2 separate regions of the Sus scrofa genome follow, and region 1 is linked to region 2. The links are chromatin contacts, called in public Hi-C maps. All regions are on one chromosome and are shown on one strand. Each heading gives the region's core, a stretch centred on a gene start, on an enhancer-like site or on the middle of the called end of the contact. The rest is flanking DNA. Distances are from core to core; before and after follow the strand shown. Region 1 holds the start of SLC25A37 (mitoferrin-1). Region 2 has its middle 16 kb from the start of ENTPD4.

What was found. Hi-C and Micro-C count contacts between places; a contact is called where the count stands out from the background.
Region 1: a contact with region 2 is called in a Hi-C map of fetal liver, with 3 times the contacts expected there. The contact joins the promoter of SLC25A37 here to the enhancer-like site in region 2. A contact is called at or near these places in 2 of 5 promoter capture datasets (fetal liver and liver), 13 of 47 Hi-C or Micro-C datasets (blood, brain, embryonic fibroblasts and 8 more) and 1 of 2 datasets of contacts at active chromatin or transcription factors (skeletal muscle).

The regions. Positions count from the first base shown.
Region 1 is chr14:7,663,696-7,666,814 of Sscrofa11.1, forward strand. SLC25A37 (mitoferrin-1) reads left to right here and starts at 1,307. Exons shown (of 5, transcript XM_021072304.1): 1 at 1,307-1,667. The coding sequence starts at 1,458.
Region 2 is chr14:7,619,442-7,622,421 of Sscrofa11.1, forward strand. It overlaps the pseudogene LOC110256693. Among named protein-coding and RNA genes, the nearest start is that of ENTPD4, 16 kb to the left of the region's middle. Within about 2 kb of position 1,265, at least 5 of the 83 cell types and tissues checked have an H3K27ac peak or open chromatin away from gene starts, as enhancers often do. A contact at or near this core is called in fetal liver, where this site is marked.

The DNA.
Region 1 (3,119 bases), core at 57-2,556, 44 kb after region 2:
GCTTGTTTTACCTAGTCCATCTTGGGAGGAACTATTGGCAGCTACCAAAAACGGGGAGATGGTGCCTTGGCCTTGAAGCCTCTATTGACATTGCTCACATCACTGAACCTTAAATCCCTGAGAGCTTCCTGGGTTGTTGTGACCTGAATCTTGGGCCCAGGGTGAGGCCAAAGAGGGGTGCAGCACATTTAAGGTCCCCTTCCCCACCCTTTCATTATCTCAAGGCACAGCTTTCCTGACCAGAAGGCTTCTCTAGATAACGGGCAGTAAAAGTTGATCAGCTAGAGCCATGCCTCAAGGCACAGAATGTGCACAGTTTGATGTGCAGATGCCATGCTTCCATGGAGCCCTAGATTAATAGGCTACTCCTCTACTTTTTGATTTCTCCTCCATCCCCAGATGAAATAAGACAGTATCATTTAGGTTAAAATAAAGTAGCCTGGGTTACACTTTGAGAAGACAGCTTGGAATGAGTTTAAGAACTAGAGACCAGAGCCTTTCAAGCCAGGCAGACACAAGACTGCAAGATACACTCTTTCGGCTACTTTGCACCCTACTGTGAGACTGGGCCTCTAAAGCTCTTTCAGCCTCAGAAAAGTGAGCTGAAGGTGCCTACACAGAAGGGCTCCATCCTGGTGACTACTTGTCTTCACTAGCCCAGGGAAGGGTGAATTTAGCCCTTTTGTGAGAATGTGATGAGGAGAAAATTTTACTCTGTGTTTTCAGTGAAAGAAAAGACTTTGAGTAAATGGCTGTTCTCCCCAATAAAGCATCCTGGTGCAGAACCTTGAGTTTTTAGCTTCTTCTCTCCACGGTACATGACCTCTTGGTGCACAAAAGGAAATGCAGCACTCATATCATGCAGTGGGTCCTCAATTCTAGAACTCTACTCCACCCCCACGTGCCCCCCCCCCGCAGTCACCATAACTGTTCCATTGAGAATATTCGCAATAACTTCCCCCCACTCCAGGCCTGAGGAATGCCAAAGCTTTCTGAGCAATACTGTTTGCAAAATCCCAGGCTCTAGGGGCAGAATGACCACTCTTCCAGATCTCCCTTCAGCCTTAAGCATTTGCCCCCTGCGGCCAGGCTGACCCACCCCAGTGACTGACCCCCTGCCTGTCCCAAGCCTGGCAGCACCACCTCACCAGGAGGTAAGACAACTTTCCGGGACACCCCCAACGTCTCTCGCCCCCGTCCGGTTGCTTGGAAATTTGCACTGGACAGTGACGTCACACTGGGAGGCGGGTCCCCCCTTTCCCGCACACCAATGGCGAGGCAGCGGCTGGCCTTTTCTTTTCCAGTGATTGGGGCCCCTCTGCTCCACCCCAGCCCGCCATGGCGTCAGGCGCCGCAGCACCGGGGAGGTGGTTCCCACTTTAAAGAAGTGAAGTTTTTCGCCCCCTCCCCCTCCCCGCCTGCCTCTTGCAGCCTCCCGCGCCCCGCGGAGCCGGCGGATGGAGCTACGCTGCGGCGGCGTAGGGAGCCAGGCTGGGGGGCGCAGGATGGATGGGGACAGCCGAGATGGCGGCGGCGGCTGCAAGGACGCCGGGTCGGAGGACTACGAGAACCTGCCGACCAGCGCCTCCTTATCCACCCACATGACAGCCGGAGCGATGGCCGGGATCCTGGAGCACTCGGTCATGTACCCGGTAGACTCAGTGAAGGTGAGGCGCTAGGGGACTTTAGGGACGGAGCGAGAAGAGAGGAGAGCGCACTCGCCTGTGTTTGCATTTGCATCCCGCGCTGGAGCTGCCTGGGGGCAGCTCCCCGAAACTGCGCTCTCTCTGGAGCAGTGGCACCCCGCGTCTCGCCGGGAGCTGGCGCGCGCAGCCGGGGCGCCGAAGAACGCGCCGCGCCTCTCCTTCCGCTGCGCGCCTGGGCCCTGGGGCACCCCCGAGCCCACGAGGGTGCCCCAGTCTGCGTCCGGCTCAGGCACTGGCCCGCGTTCACGGCCCGGCTGGCTGCGGCCGGCGAGGAAAGTGGCTAGCGCCGCTGGCCGCTGTGGCGGAGGCGGGGTTCCCGAGGGAGGCGGCCGGTGCAGCTCTGCACAGTCTGACCGTGTCTGGCCACGCGATCGGACGGTTTGCGATTCCGGCTCGTCGCGGCTCCGCTGGCTCGCCTGGTGTCCGAGCCGCGGCGAGTGGCGTCTGCCAACCGGTGCCGGTGGTTGAGGCTGCCCACACGTGCGCCGTCCCCGGGGGACTCGCCGCCGGGAGCGCTAACCGCTCTCGCTCCGAGAAACGTGGCCCCGGCCCGGCCGCACGCCCTCCAGCAGTAGAGGCGTGAGACGTGCAGTGACATTTGCCATCTCTTTTTGTTACAGGGAGTCGGGGAGGCTGGGAGAGCGTGTGCTATAATAGCCCTTCTTAGGGTCTTGTGTAATAAGGCGTTCTGTTTGTCCCGCTCTTCCCGGGTAGTTTTAAATGCATTTCCTTAAGGAGACAGCTTTAGCCAGGCCGATTTTGCCTGAGCTGCCCTCTGTCAGTCTGTTCAGGACACCGAATGGCTAGGGGATAGGGTACTGCAGGAAAGTAATTCCAGGATTGATACATTGCACTTTTGTAGGCTTAACTCATCTAATTCATAGAGCAGCCCTGGGAATTAACAGAGGAAGAAACCCAGGCACAGAGAGGTGAACAAATTAGCCTGCGCTGGCTCATTTTCCACCTGAATCCTTTGACTCCAGCCCCACTGTGCTTTGGGAGATTTGGGGGCTCTCTAAAAGGGTGGCAGGGACATTGAATGGCAGGGCACACAGAGCTCCGCAACTAGCATCTGTATCTTGTTGCTCATGCTGGCTCCACAGAAGCAGCGTGAAGGCTAGAATGTCTAACTCAGATGGTTTTCCCCTCCCTGGGCAGTTCTCAGAGTTGTGAGTCAGTGGCTGGACAGACACTGGTCCCAAGAAAAGCCATGGATGTCCTCAGTCAGGTGAGGCCCAAGTTAAGACTGGGCCTGAGCCATCACACCTTCTGTCCCTCCGGTGTCTCAGGGGGAATTAAAGGAATGGTCCTTGCCTGCCAGGGTTATGGAGGCCATGGGGAGATCTTGTCTCTTTGGTTTTCGAAGCTGCTCCAGGAAAGATCCTGGCCAGATACCAGGTGGTGTTTGTATAG
Region 2 (2,980 bases), core at 15-2,514:
AAACGAACCATCCCTGCCTGATGGGGTTGTCGAAGAGTCCAATGTGACAAGACTGCCCCCTTGCATCTAGTATAGTGCCCAGAGCTTAGTAGGCACTTTCTGTCTCACTTCTTCTCCACATGGAGCGAGGGCCCCATCTCACTCACCTCCATACCCTCTCAGGTGTCTCAGTGCCTGGGGTGTGGATGGTAGACATTGTGAACAAATGAACAAACCATCTCACGAATAAAGCTGACTCACCTTGATTTTAATCCACTCATTTCCTGTTACTGAAATACAAAGTTTTGTGCAGCATTCAGAATATTATATCATACAGCTTCTGCCTACAGATTCTAACTGTCTCATTAAAGGAGGCAAGAGGAACAAAAACATATTTAAGGGTGAACATAGAAGCTAAAAAATGAAAAATGATTCAGAATGAATGATACAGACTGGTTATCATTAAGTTTACAGTTCCTCTGACAGTGCTCAGTTTCTCAAAATCTCTCATTCCTGGTGTTAGTTAACATCTGCTTTGTTTGTTGATAGTAGGCGGTTAGATTCTGATGTTTCGAAGGGGAAGAAGGGGACTCATCTGGGGGCAGGGACATTGTGTTTAAAAGGCAGACCTGGCTGGGAATCCAGTAGGCATCAGGAGAGCAGCAGGCTCCTGGGGATGAGATGGAGGTGACTGAAGACAGAAAAAAAGGGGTCCAAAATGGGAAGTAGGAGGGTGTCGAAGGCAACATTTAGCCCTTGTGCCATTTGGCTGAGGATTTCTTCCTCCTTCTGAGTGTGAACAAAGTCATAGAGTTTAAATCTGGGAGCTACTTAAAAATGATCTGACTTGCTCTCACACCCCAAATAGGAGCCTGTATATAGTATCTCTGACTAGAGGCATTCAAATCACCACTTAAACGCTTCTAAGGACAGGGAACTCACTGTCTTGGAGGAAAACCCTGCTTCTTCATTAGACGGATTGACTATAATTATTAGCTAAAAACCTCCCTCCAGCTTCTTCGCATTGGTGCTGATTCTGCTCCGGGGCCCCGCAGAGCACATGTCCTCCCTCTTCCAGAGGTCAGTTCTTCCAATTGCCAAGAGCTGCTTCCAATCACATCATCCCCAAACTTCCCCCACTACCTTCAGACATTTTCAAATGACCCTTGCCCCTCCTAGACCACAAACTATCTGGCACTGAAGGAGTGAGCCGTCAGGGAGAGGCCGTCTTGTGCCCTGGCTTCCCCCACTGCGCCAGCACTCAGCACTAGATGGCCCCACGGCCCCATTCTGGTGCTCTAGGTATTCAGGACGAACTTGACCATAACATGATCCCCCACTTCTCCTAAGAAGTTTCAGTGCCAACCCTATCATACCACACATCCCTGTGACCACCAGAAGTCCAAAGCCCTGCCTCTGCAGGGATTCAGTGCTGTCTGACCCTCATCCCCAGCTTGCTCTGTAGATACCCAATGTGGACATCCTGTGTTTTGCCCAGGATGTACCCTGCCCTCCCCCTCATGATGACAGCATTGAGGTTTTCTGCCGAAACACCATGCTATTACTTGCCAACATGAGGTTCTGGTGTGTTCCGTCCACCAGGGGTGGGCAGTGCACCCAGGCATGGCCACTTAGAGATCTCCTCGCACTAGCCGCCGTGGATGGTTCAGATTGAGTTTCCCAGGTATGGAAGGGAAGAAGCAGGCGCTGAGGGCCTTGTCCACCTGGAGCTGTTGGGAAGCCATCTGATGTTGGATGGGGGGAGGCTGCCTGAGAATAGAGGCTGCACAGAGGAGAGTGGACCAGAGAGACCCAGGGAGGGGAGGGGAGGCCCACTCCCGTAAGACCATGAATTTAATAAATGTTGTGTGTGTTTGGACTGATCCACTGACTGGCCATTCCCCTGCACCTCTCTCTCGTCCTCTCTCTCTCCCTCTCTCTCTCCCCCATCCCCCTGCCCCTTGGTCCTCCCTATTCCCTGAAACAAAGTGTACTGACATTAGGCTAATCAGTAACCCTCCTACGACCTCCAAGTGGTCAAGTGAAAGGAAGAGTCGCTTGTCTCTGAATTAAAAGCTAGAAATGATTAAACTTAGTGAGGAAGGCACATTGAAAGCTGAGACTGGACGAAAGCGAGGCCTCTCGGCCAGACAGCCAAGTCGTGAATGCTAAGGAAAAGTTCTTAAAGAAAATGAAAAAGTGCTACTCCAGTGAATACACAAGTGATCAGAGAGCAAAACAGCCTTATTACCGATACGGAGAAAGTTTCAGTGTCTGGATAGATGGTCAAACCAGCCACAACATTCCCTTTGGCCAAAACCTAATCCAGAGCAAGGGCCTAACTGCCTTTAATTCTGTGAAGGGTGAGAGAGGTGAGAAAGCTGCCGAAGAAAAGTTTGAAGCCAGCAGAGATTGGTTCGTGAGGTTTAACGCCGTAACACAAAAGCCAAAAGCACAATGGGAAGCAGCATGTGCTGGTGTAGAAGCCAAGGCAAGTCATCCAGAAGATCTGGCTGAGATCATTAATGAAAGTGAGTCTAAACAACAGCTTATCAATGCAGACAAAACAGCCTTATGTTGGAAGAAGATGCCAGCTAAGACTTTCATAGCTAGAGAGGGGAACTCATGCCTGGCTTCAAAGCTTCAAAGGGCAGGCTGACTCTCTTGGCAGGGGCTAACACAGCTGGTGACTTTAAGTTGAAGCCAGTGCTCATTTACCACTCCCCCCCCCCGCCCCCGCTCCCAAAATGCAAAAATCTCCTCTGCCTGTGCTCTACAAATGGAACAACAAAGTCTGGAGGACAACACATATCTTTATAAGATGGTTTACTGAATATTTTAAGCCCACGTTTGCGACCTCCTGCTCAGAAAAATATTACTCTTCCCTGACAATGCACCTGGTCACCCAAGAGCTCTGATGGAGGGGGACAATGAGATTAGTGATGTTTTCGCTCCTGCTAATGGATCAAGGAGTCATTCTGACTTTCAAGTCTTATTAAGA